Regions from separate parts of the Zea mays genome. Here region 2 is linked to region 1. A link is a contact called in public Hi-C data. All regions are on one chromosome and are shown on one strand. The core of a region is the stretch at or near the end of the contact, and the rest is flanking DNA. Distances in the headings are between cores, read along the strand shown. Region 1 holds the start of LOC100383415 (Phosphatidylinositol 4-phosphate 5-kinase 2). Region 2 holds the start of LOC100272734.

Region 1 (5,638 bases), core at 2,513-5,012:
GCATGTACAATGTCTGGTCCCCATTTGGCCAAGATCATTCATACTGGTAGTATTCATCAAGCATCCCAAGAAGCTAAAATCACTTGAGATTCTTGGAAGATGCGAGTGCGGAAGAAGAATAAACAAACAGCAAGGTTTGGGTATGTGCTCCGCAATCATGGAGCCGGCACTTACATTTTACAAGTCCTTGAAAAGGCAAAGCTCTACAGTTTTAGCTCGCATCCTTTCAGCATTAGCATGCGTGTCGGCAGTGCTCCTCCTCCCTCGACGCCAATTATTCAGAAAACTATGCGTCGGGTAAACCGACCATCCTTTCCACTGTTCCAGGGCACGCTCGGGATCGGTGAAACCATCATACCCCAGGACTTCACCAATGGATCCCATGATGTAAAATGCCAGTGGAGCAGTCACCCGCTGGACAAATTGTTCTTTAATGTTCTCTGATGAACACTCTGCGACTGAACTCTTGGAATCTTCTCGAGTACAACTTTGGGTCTACGGCAGAAATGCAACCAGGGTTGACCTGAAAGGACTTGTATGCATGCTCGAGCTTCTTGGTTATGTCGTAGTCTTGTAGAATGTCAATTATTCCAAAGAAGAGATAGACATCCTGGAATCCGCCACTTGATGTGGTTATAAACAAGTGTCTTTCGTTTAGGAGAAACTTATCCAGGACTCTCTTCGACCTCCGCTCTGCCTGGGCAGGCATGTTCTTGCCTAACTGGACCAGTGGTTTCCTGATAAGTGCAGACACAGGGGGTTACACTGGCACAGCGTAAAGAATTCGACAATATTATGGTAAGCAACAGCTACAGTTCGGGAAATATTGGCCCCAAAAGTTAAAGGTATCTTAAGGGTTCCTTTATAAGCGTTTGACTTAAACAAACACACATGACCCCATGATGCTCCTTGTTTGTTAGCTACATAGGGAACAACAAAGTAGGATAATGATGAGAAGATAAAATTGCATTACTGAAAAAAACAACATAAAAATCAGCAATTCGACATAGTGGAGAGTAGCAATCTCCAAACTAAAAGTGGGAGATTGAACTACTTGTCAATTAACAGAACTTCGACTTTGTGGTGCAGCAGTGCTCGAATTATCAAAATAGTAAAACTGATGAGGTACACCTAAAAGTAGGCAGGAGAAATTGGTAGCTTTTTAACAGTGAAATATTACATATACAATACACAATTTCCAAACAACAATAGCGCCCAAAAAAGAGAAAGTTTATAACCCAATATTCTGGTTATCCATCAGCTTTTGTACAAATAACGATGATATTGATCCATCACTGGGTATGGTGCTTTATTACAACTACAAGTTTTCATTATAGCAGATAGTTCAGAATAAGTTGCAAAAAAATAAAATAAATTGAAATTGGACATAAAAGCAATATGTTACCGAGAGTCAACAATGAAATCTCTGTCCTTGCATCCAGATTCCGTAAAGCAAAGCTCACAAACATCGCCTCCACCTTCAAATGATTTTCTTTTGCCTGTGGATTCTGATCAAGCACATTGTCAATGTTACACCAAAACTAGTCAGTATTTGATTAATAAAAACAGGTGAATGTCAACTAATGTGCCAAAATATATGCTTGCCACAATTCAGAATGTTTGAAATTAACCAAATTTTATGCTACTTACTTGGCAAACCAATAAACTGAGATACACCTATTTTAGACATTGAGAAATCATCACGAAAGTGAACTCCTAGCAACAAGCTGTAGTCCATAATTCCTTGTGTCTCTAAGAATGTGCAGTCCATCTGAATTTGCCTGTGCGATAACATGAGCCAAAATTAGGATTGGTCCGTGTAATTGTGACAATATTGCAGCCAATTATCGTAAGTCGATCTAATGCGAAACTCACCTCATCAGCTCGTCATACCAAAATCTCTGTAGGTGGAATGCATAATCAAGGTCCAGGTCCTTTAGAGTAGTTGCTTCATCGATCTTCTCTTCCGCCTTATCAATAGTACGACCATGTGATGAGCCTTTCAAATCAAAACGTCTATGGATCTTATACTCCGAGCAGCAAAAATTGCCCATTATAATGAACCGGACCTGGTCGTCGGGTTGGGATCATGTCATTGTGGAGAAATTTTACAAACAAATAACAAGTCCACAACATGAAATAAGAGAGTTATACGAGTTAGGAGTATGTATCTTCATGTGAATATCGCTTACCTTGGGACATCCAGCTTGCTTGATGCAATGTGTGCCATAGAACCTTGTCAACAAAGTGGACTTGTACCGACAAACATGTTCATAGTAACTCCTCAGCATCCTAATTAGGACCTGCAGGGGAAGATTTCGAATAAAGTAATGTTTATGTCGCCAACTAATAACAATGAATACTGTTACCTACAAACAAGCTGAATTTGGGATAATAAAGATGGACAACGAATCTAACTTCTAGAGACAGAAAAAAAAAAGGAGCAGGTGTCGGCTAAAAATGGGTATCACAAAAGCTATTTTGTATCGACAGATTTCATTTTGCAGAAATCGTTCAGGCACAGAATTAAAGATGATCAAAGTGGTCGAAGAAAACTCAAAACATGCATGTGACTAGCTCATAAACTAAGATATTTAGTCTAGAAAAAATCAAATTGTCACTACGAATGACCTTCATTTCTGCCTTCTTCACGGTTTTAATCATGAATCTATCGTCCTGTGTAACGAAGAAGCAGCTCCCACTCTTGCCTGGTGACGCCAGCTCGCGAAGCGTGTCGCTCCCGCAGATGGCGAGCATGTAGTCCGCAGGATCCACCCCGAACAGCTTCCTCAGGTGCCTGGCATCACACAGCAGTCAGGCAATGTATCCATGCGCATAAAACATTGCCGTTCTTCTCCAAATGACCAAAATCCAGAACCATCAGCAGAGCAATAGTATGGCACCTGAATACTGCGGGGCAGTAGTCCTTCCACCGGAAATCCACGGAGTGATGCGGCGGCGTGAGCTTGGACCCCTCTGGCGGGAACCGCGTCCACACCTTCTCCCGCGGGTCGAAGTCTGATGACGAGAGCTTCCTGAACGGCAGCGCCGATGACTTCCCCACCGAATAGCTACGGCACCAACACCAGAGCAACACTGAGACGCAGGGTATCCCAAGGAAGGACAAACGGAAACGTTGCAGCGGAGCGAGCATTGGTACCTTACGCCAAGCTGCAGGTTAAGCATGAGACCGTAGCTCCGGTGGCCCTTGGAGATGGTCTCCCCGGGCCTCCTAGCCGCCACAGCATCCTCCACCTCCCTCTGCGGCGGCCTGGGCCGCGAGGGCGGCGGGGTCATCATCCGGCGGAAGAGCGAGGCCGCCGGCGGCGGCGGCATTGCCCTCGCGCTGCAGCTGCGGCGGATCGGAGCGGCGACGATATCGCAGGTGATGTCCCCGGCCTCGCCGTCGCACTCCCAGATGCATATCCGCGGCGCCGGGAACTTGCCGTCAACGGACAGCCGCTTGCGCAGCGGCAGGTAGCTGCAGGACGCGCCGCCGGGGACATCGCAGCCGCCGCCACCGCGCCAGCTGGGCCCGGGCCCGGGCCCGTGTCCGCAGCAGTCGGCCTGTTGCGAGGTGGCGGCGACAGCCGCGGCGCCCGGTGGCATAGGAGGCTCCGTTTCCGTGGGCGCCTCTCGTCTCGAGCGCGGCCGTGTGATTGGTTGGGCACGCGGGCGAGTCGAGTGACTTGACTTCTATAGCAGCAGTACTAGGTTTCTCATTTTAGGGGACGAGAAGACGAGACGAGAGAAAATGGCCGCTCCCGCTCGGGCTTCGGTGTGAATTGTGATGGGTGGAGGGAGGACAGCGAGGGGGAGCCGGGCTGCCGGGGAGGCCGGTGGTGGCCGCTTTGCTTTCGCTTTCGTTGCTTTTGTGCGCGTCGGCTTTGGCACGCGACGCGATGTCAGGCCGGCGGTGCGGGGACGAGGAGTCGACGAGGCGAGCGGTGGTAATCTACTGCTAGTACTACTAGACTTCTAGCGGTTGCGGCGCTGGAAGCCTGGAACTTAAAAGGGTCTCCCGCTCGGCGGGTCCGGCCGGTCGTGCAGCGGCGCACGCGGCTGGGGCGTCGTCTCGCCAGGGCGGATGGCCGACGCGCCCGAGCACGAGCAGGCCGGCTTTTCCCGGTTTTCACGAGAGTTTTGCTTACGGCTGGAATGGCCGAACGGGTTCGTAGGCGGCCGATTCGCGGATATCCCCGCCGGCACTCGTCGCGGGTTTTCCTCCTAATTTCGAACTCCGAATGAGAAGGACACGGAACGTATCGTAGGCTGGGCTAAACGGTGATCCTCTACTACGGCCCACCGCGGCCTCCATCGTACTGTGGTGACTGGTGAGACAGCAGCAGCACAACAGCAATGGTGGACAAACCCATAGGGCTAAAGCCCGTACCGAGGACTGCCCACGCGGTGAGAAAGTTTGGAATTCAATAAAGCTTGGAATTCAATACTGGAAGCTGGCAGGCGCACCGAATGGTAGTTAACAGGTTGAGACGAGGATGAGCTCATTGTCACTAGAATTTGTACCGACGATCTATATATATGACCATTCATTCATAAAGGAAAGAGCGGTACAATTTGCAGATTCAACTGCCTTGCAGGTTACATAGAAAGATCTGCCAACACTAGAGGGGCCACTATAATGCAAGGTGCGTCCCAAGATTGGGTCTCGATGGTTCATGCATTCCTTTTTTAACTCGTAAGAGCAGCTCCAAAAGAACGCTAAAAAGTTTTCACCAAAAATGATTATTTGAGGTAGGCTAAAAGTTTTTGTGGTAAATTATTGTGTATGCTCCAACAGTCTCCTTAACAAAAAAATTGAAAAACGGAAAACTTGGCTCAAATAAAAAAAAATATATCTTGCCCTCGTTTGCACCTGTATATGGGCCCTGGGAAATGGCCCATTGTAATCTGTTGGGCATGCGGACACGGGAAGCAACAGGAAAATTTGTTGGTACCGCACGTCGCTAGGTTGATGTCGCATGCAGGAGGAAAAAACAACGTGGGAGCCTGCTGATCTGATGCGCGCACGAATTGGGGTGGAAACAATCACGCGAACATATACTGGTAGAGAAGAGGCAGATGAGGGACGCTAATCACGCTAACTTTACATCCTATCTTTTGAAAAATGTTGCCAACAAGGCAACAGTGAAGTTCTATCGGAGAAAACCATGCAGCGCCCTAATAGAAAGTCACAAAAAACATTGTTACGAAGAACTTTACTACATGTCTACAGTGTTGTCCAACGTGTAGGGAAAAAACAACATAAGTGGATATTAGAGCTTTTTAAAGTGAACTAAGAATGTAAGTATAATGATTTATGTTATGAATTATTTGGATGACAAAGTATTAGAACTGTGTATATACACCTAATTGTTGAGGGATCTTCTTCTTCCGAAGATCCTCAAAAACACTCACCCAGTAATTATTACATTTGTTTTATTGTGTGTGTTGCAGGGTTAATGACGATGGTAGATTTCAAACAGAACATGCGCTTGTTCGAAGAAGCAAGCTTACCATTGTGTGCATGCTTTGGACGAAGCATAATATAAACAGTCTTCGAGGTCCAAGGAGCTAAGCCGAGAGAAGGAGAATGTCAACTTTACCCATGGCATGTATAATAGTTTAAATGTATAGA
Region 2 (5,998 bases), core at 2,421-4,920, 170 kb before region 1:
AAGGTCCGGACCGTCCGCCACTTTTGGTGCTCAACACAGCCATCTACCATAAATTCAATCACATACTCTATTACATCTTGACTGTAAAAATAAAAATGCCTTAGCTTATATCTTTGCTTTGAGCCATTGCATTTTGCTTATCTCCTTACTCTTTTTTATTTTGAGCACTTGTTCGTCCTATATGGTCATCACTATCCTTCTCATAGTTGTCTATCTTCCTCAACCTCTAGTTGTGGATTTAAATTTATATTATTCACAAAACTTTAGAGTAGAGTTTAGTCCATTAGTAATTTCAATTACCAAACCATATAGAGAGCTTTCAATGATGCCATCGTCCATGCGCCTCATGTTCGCCTTGCTACTGCGGTTTCCTTAGTTGCCGACATGCACCAACATGCCCACTCACATCGTTGCGCCTCACAATCAAGGCCACCATGCGGATGAGCGACAACGCCATGACCATAGTCCTCATGCATGTCGACGAGCTCGAGGGATAGAAATACGGGATGACCGATGGTACCAATGGCACCTAGAACGAGAATGGAGGCATGGATGGTGACAATATGAATGGACGCATTGTCACAGACTCCACGTTGAGTGAGTGACACATTTCTCAGTTGTTGTCGCTGGAAACGAGGATAGAGGCATCTTCTAGTTCATGACAGCGGCAAATCCAGCCAAAAATATTGTCGGTAACCTGGATCAGGGGTACCCTATACTACAGTATAAAGACGCTGTACACGTACGACGTCTCTTGGCCGCACGAAGAACGGCACCCGACCCCACCACATGGGCAGGTCTAGGGGCACCGCGCGGCAAAGTAAGATGATGCACCCTAGGATGCATCATTGGGTCCGGACCTCCACGGATGAATACCGGACCCCTGTACGCACAACTCGGATCCACTATTACGATCCGGGACTCCCAAGAAGACATGTCGGGTCCCTCGTATGGGCCCTAGGTCCCTCCGAGTGAAGTCTGGACCACAGCAAGGACCCGGGGCAGGGGGAACCCTGGAATAAGTAAGAGTCCGGTGCTGGCACGTGTCCAGGCCTTACCCTGCGTGCTCGCGCTACCCACGAGGGTGGAGGCCCGCTGCTGCCGCGTGGCTTGTGACCCATGACATAAGCTAACGGGCGGAGCCTGACGTAAGGCCTCTAAAGCTAAGAGGTCTCTGCATTTATTGAGGAGAGGACGCGCCGCCTGCCACCATGCTGACAGAAGATGTGCCCTCTCGACATTTAATGCGTCTAGGCCCGGCCCTGAGGGTAGGCAGGGTATGCCGCCGCTCAGGGCCCCCAAAGTTAGTAGGGCCCCCAGTCCGACCTAAATAGATATATACTCTTATATATATGTATGGTATATATTTATTCTATTCCCAAAATTTCTAGCCGCTGCTCGCTGGTAACCATTGTTAAAGATATTGCAAATGATTTTGGTGTAAATACATCATTTCCAATAAAGCGTAAAGCGGTGAGAAAGAAACAATTTGATGAAAGTAGGTGCCACGAAGAAATTCTAGAAAATGAGAGAGCTTTTCAAGTCAACTATTTTTTGGTATTAGTTGACATGGCGAGCACTTCTTTGAGGACCAGATTTGAAGAACTCTCCATGTTTAGGTATATTTGGATTTTTATTGAGCTCAAGCACACTAAGCTCACTAAATGATAGAGAACTTGAAGAGTTTTGCACTAAATTTGCAAACACTCTCTCTCATGATGGTTCATGTGATGTTGAGTTAAATGATTTGATTTCTAAATTGAATATTCTAAAGTTTACTTTGCCTAACGACACATTATCTGCTGTGGAGATTTTTGAGCATATTAGAGTTGTGGATTGTTATCCTAATGCCTCTATTGCTTATAGAATATTATTTACTGTGTTTGTTACTGTTGCATCTGGTGAAAGAAGCTTCTCAAAATTGAAGTTACTGAATAATTATTTAAGATCAGCAATGAGTCAAGAAAGGTTGAATGGTTTGACGCCTTTATGATCGAGAAGAAGCTATTGAATGATATCGATATCAATAGTATAAGCGATGATTTTGTATCAAAAAATGTTAGAAGAAATTTTATAAGATGAGAAGTGACAAGTAAATTTTTATTATTTCAGCCAATGTTATTTTATAAACAATAATGTGTAATATTCTATATTACAGTAACTTATATACAGTTTCTTTACTGATATGTATTTAGTAGATGTGTAGATGATATATACATATATTTAGTTATATGGGGCCTCTATATAAATTTTTGCTTAGGGCCCCCGAAATGTCAGGACCGGCCCTGAATGCGTCCAGTCCTCTCTGCTGGCAGACGGCGTCAGGGTCATCCTGCAGACGACGCACCTGTCCAGTCTGTTGTCAAAGAGTGCGTCCGTGCCATGCAGCGCACTGTGCTTACCATCCCTTGTGCGAGAAGCTTCCCCTGCACGCCGAGACTGTACAAGATCTCGGGTGTCAGGGCGCAAGAAGATTGCTCCAGCAGGAGATATCAGTGGCTACATCCGCTATGTTCCTGGGCTCACATGTCGGGGCTCAGCACTCTGGTACATGCCCCCTTTAGCTATAAAAGGGGAGGCATGCAACGTTACAAGACAGGCTCACTTAGCCCAAGTGATTCTAGACAACTCAATCTCTCATGCAATACATCACACAGTGGAGTAGGGTATTACGCTCCGGCGGCCCGAACCACTCTAAATCCTTGTGTGTTCTTGTATTCTTCCCATTTTTCAACTAACGAGCAAAACACTTAGGCCCCTCCTCATCTTAGGATTTAGGGCGGGTGCACTCCGCCACCCGGCCGGAGATTTCATCTCCGATAGATGCGTTGTCATAGACTGCACGTTGAGTGAGTGACGCATTTCTCAGTTGTTGTCGCTGGCAACGAGGATAGAGGCATCTTCTAGTTCATGACAGCGGCAAATCCAGCCAAAAATATTGTCGAGATCATCAAGAACAACTTTGCTATATTATATAAACTTTTATGAACTTTAACAATGTTTTGCTAAAGGATTTATAAAATTTATCAGGATCTGCTAACCCCGATAAATTTCTCTAAATTCTCCCCTGTTCATGATAGTGGTCCAAAACTCTAGATCCATCATACATCAAGCAAACACTATAGAAGGTCTCGTTGTGGTTTTGAGGATGGACATATCTGCATTTGGTCCAGCCAAGGCTTCAATAATGGCTTGAAGTATGGCAACAATCAGTTTTGCGAGGATCTCTTTAAGCAAGAAAGTGATAAGGGTATTTTTAAACTTTTTAGGGTCTGTTCGTTTTGCACTCAATTCATGTGGATTGAATGAGATTGGATGAGTTTCAATCTCAAACAAATCAAAATCTTCATAATTTTTTTAATATCATTTAATCCACATGGGACAGGAATAACCGAACAAGCCCTTATGTGGTCTCTTCGTTGCGACAAGTCTGGCACGTGAAACCATATCATTAAATTGGTAAAAAAATAAAGATTTTTCCCGATGATAAAATTGTAGGTGCCATCCTAATAGTGGTTTTATTAGGATCAAATGGCAGAAAGTTAAATATCTCCCATACGCTCGGCCACCTCCACCACCTCACCCACCGAAAAACCCAAAAGCCTCAGCCGCGGCCACTTACAAAAAAAAAAACTTCCCCCCGCTTGCCGCTTGCCGTCTCCCCGCGTCCCCAAGCCGAGCTCTCGGCCTCTCGCTTTCGGTGTTCTCCCCTCGATCCTCGCCCCTGCGTTCTCCAGGGCGCCCATGAGCTGAGGCCGCCACCGATGGGCCCGCCCTTCTCAGCGCAGGACCCCGCGCCGTCGCCGTCGGGCGGCTCCGGCTCCGGATCATCCAGGCGCCGCCTCCGCCGGCTCGACCGCCGCAACGCGTCCAAGAACATCAGCTACAACGCCACCAACTACTGCCAGTACCCGCCGTCCCCGCAGGTCGCCTCCGCGCCGGGGTCCGGGCGGGCCTCGCTCGCCGGCTCCCTTGCCTGCTCCATCGACGTCGTCAACAGCTTTCGCATCGGCGGCAACGGCGACGGGGGCAGGGACCTTCGCTTCCTGTGCGAAAGTCTCGGCCTCTCCGGACCCGACGACTTCGCCATCCCGCTGGCCGACTGGGAGGCGCACAAGGCCGTTCGATCCTCCACCTCCGCTTCGGGCTCCCCCAACTCCGCACGCACCAACCACGACTCCCCTCAGCGGGACTCGCCTTTCTGTCAGGTGGGTGCCGAGGAGCCCGCCCAGGCTGCGGACGCCGACCCGGAGCTACTGGCCGGAACGGGAAGGGACGGCCCAATCGAAGCTCCGGAGCGGCCGGCACGCCTGGATCCGCCGCCCGAGTCCACCTTTCCCGATGTGAGGAGGGCAGTTGGGGAGGGAGGAATCAAGGGGGTGCGCCCGCCGCCGGTGCTCAAGCCGCCGCCTTCGATGGCGCTACCAGCTGTCTGCGGCGTGGGATCCACGTGGGATATCTTGCGGTCCTTCGCGCCGGATGAGAAAGAGGACGCTCCCGCGAGCAGAACTGTCCGTCGTTTTGGACACCGGGCTGCAGAGGAGAAGGATGACGACGAGGATGGGGCGGTATTGTTAATGTTGGACGATCTCAGGCTGGAGGAGTCGTCCGAGGGCTTTACTGGCACTTCTTCACTATCAACAACCAACGATGACGAGACCTCAAGCACCACCACTGAATCCATGTTCTATATCTCACCGAACGGGAGGTTTAGGAGGAGGATCCGGTCATGGAACCGAGGGATGCTCCTGGGTAGTGGCTCGTTTGGGACAGTCTACGAGGGCATCAGCGAGTAAGTGCTCTAAATTTGAAATTCAGTTGCTCTTCCATGCTGTTTAGTTGCTTGGAATAATCAATCTAACTGCTATGCACTGTCCATATACTCCATAGCGTAGTGTAAAGTGCAGCTAGAAGCCTCAACTAATGTGGGTTTCACAAAACTGATTCTATTGCTGATTAGAGCTTACTGGCTCCATTTCTAAATGTTAGACACTAAGCACAATCTTCTAGTAAGTAGCAATTGATTTGATGTAGCCTTCTATAGCTAAACCAACATGATCCTAAGTAATAACTAATAAGCTTTCAGATCTCAACTAAAATCATTCAACTGCAATTCAATGAACCATTTCCTCAATCATACATGGGAGCATGACATCTTAGTGTACCAAAATGTTGCACTCATGACTTCTAGATCAGCAGAGAATATTGGTAATCACTCAAAATTTTCTGTTCGTTTAGAACCTTGGTTCTGTTTAAATTTAGAAATGACTAAATGAGTTTAAGAATTTTTACTTGATTATGTGTATTTTGGTCATAATAATGTGATATTCAGCTCTGGGAACAAGATACCCTGGATGAAGAAATACAACATTTGTCCTTTATTTGTTTTGGCCATTGTGCAATAGGGATGGTTGCCTTCAATATTTAGCCTGCTCTAGTTTTCCCATTGCAAGTCTGAAGTCTCTTACACGTTTTTCTGCTATTGTGTCATTATTAGTGAGGGTGTCTTCTTTGCTGTCAAAGAAGTGAACTTATTTGATAAAGGGAGCAATGCGAAGCAGTGTATCTTTCAGCTTGAGCAGGTTTGTTTCACTATATTTTTCTTGATAATACGAGAGATATAATCTATTACTGGCAGTTTCCCATCATATCATCAGTTACATCTGCTATGTTCTTCAAGTTAAATGGCACAGTTCGTGATAGGTTGAAAGGTTATTTATGTCAGGTACATCTGTACATGTGGGCCATCTCGTAGGCCTTCTCATGCAGATCATACAGGAATTGAGACTTAAGACTTAAGAGGAAATTGTTCTTTCGCAACACAACCACCTCATAAGTTAAAATTTGATATTATAAGACAATTTGTGCATCATTATACAAGTTGTTGCTGCCTTTTAACTCACACTTTCTTCTTTCTTACACTCCATGCACAAATTAAGGGATTTTGGAATTACTATATATAACTTAGAAGAGATGCCATTGTATGGGCTGTCAATTT

The links. A called contact is a pair of places that touch in the nucleus more often than the background predicts.
Region 2: a Hi-C map of leaf shows a contact between it and region 1, with 4 times the contacts expected there. The contact joins the promoter of LOC100272734 here to the promoter of LOC100383415 in region 1. A contact is called at or near these places in 4 of 25 Hi-C or Micro-C datasets (ear, endosperm, leaf and 1 more).

The regions. Positions count from the first base shown.
Region 1 is chr1:37,253,612-37,259,249 of Zm-B73-REFERENCE-NAM-5.0, reverse strand. It overlaps LOC100383415 (Phosphatidylinositol 4-phosphate 5-kinase 2), which reads right to left and starts at 3,762. Exons shown (of 8, transcript NM_001361634.1): 1 at 3,161-3,762; 2 at 2,904-3,071; 3 at 2,632-2,797; 4 at 2,193-2,303; 5 at 1,876-2,069; 6 at 1,651-1,781; 7 at 1,406-1,508; 8 at 121-737. The coding sequence starts at 3,609. The coding sequence ends at 431.
Region 2 is chr1:37,421,221-37,427,218 of Zm-B73-REFERENCE-NAM-5.0, reverse strand. LOC100272734 reads left to right here and starts at 3,670. Exons shown (of 9, transcript NM_001147187.1): 1 at 3,670-4,792; 2 at 5,498-5,582. The coding sequence starts at 3,765.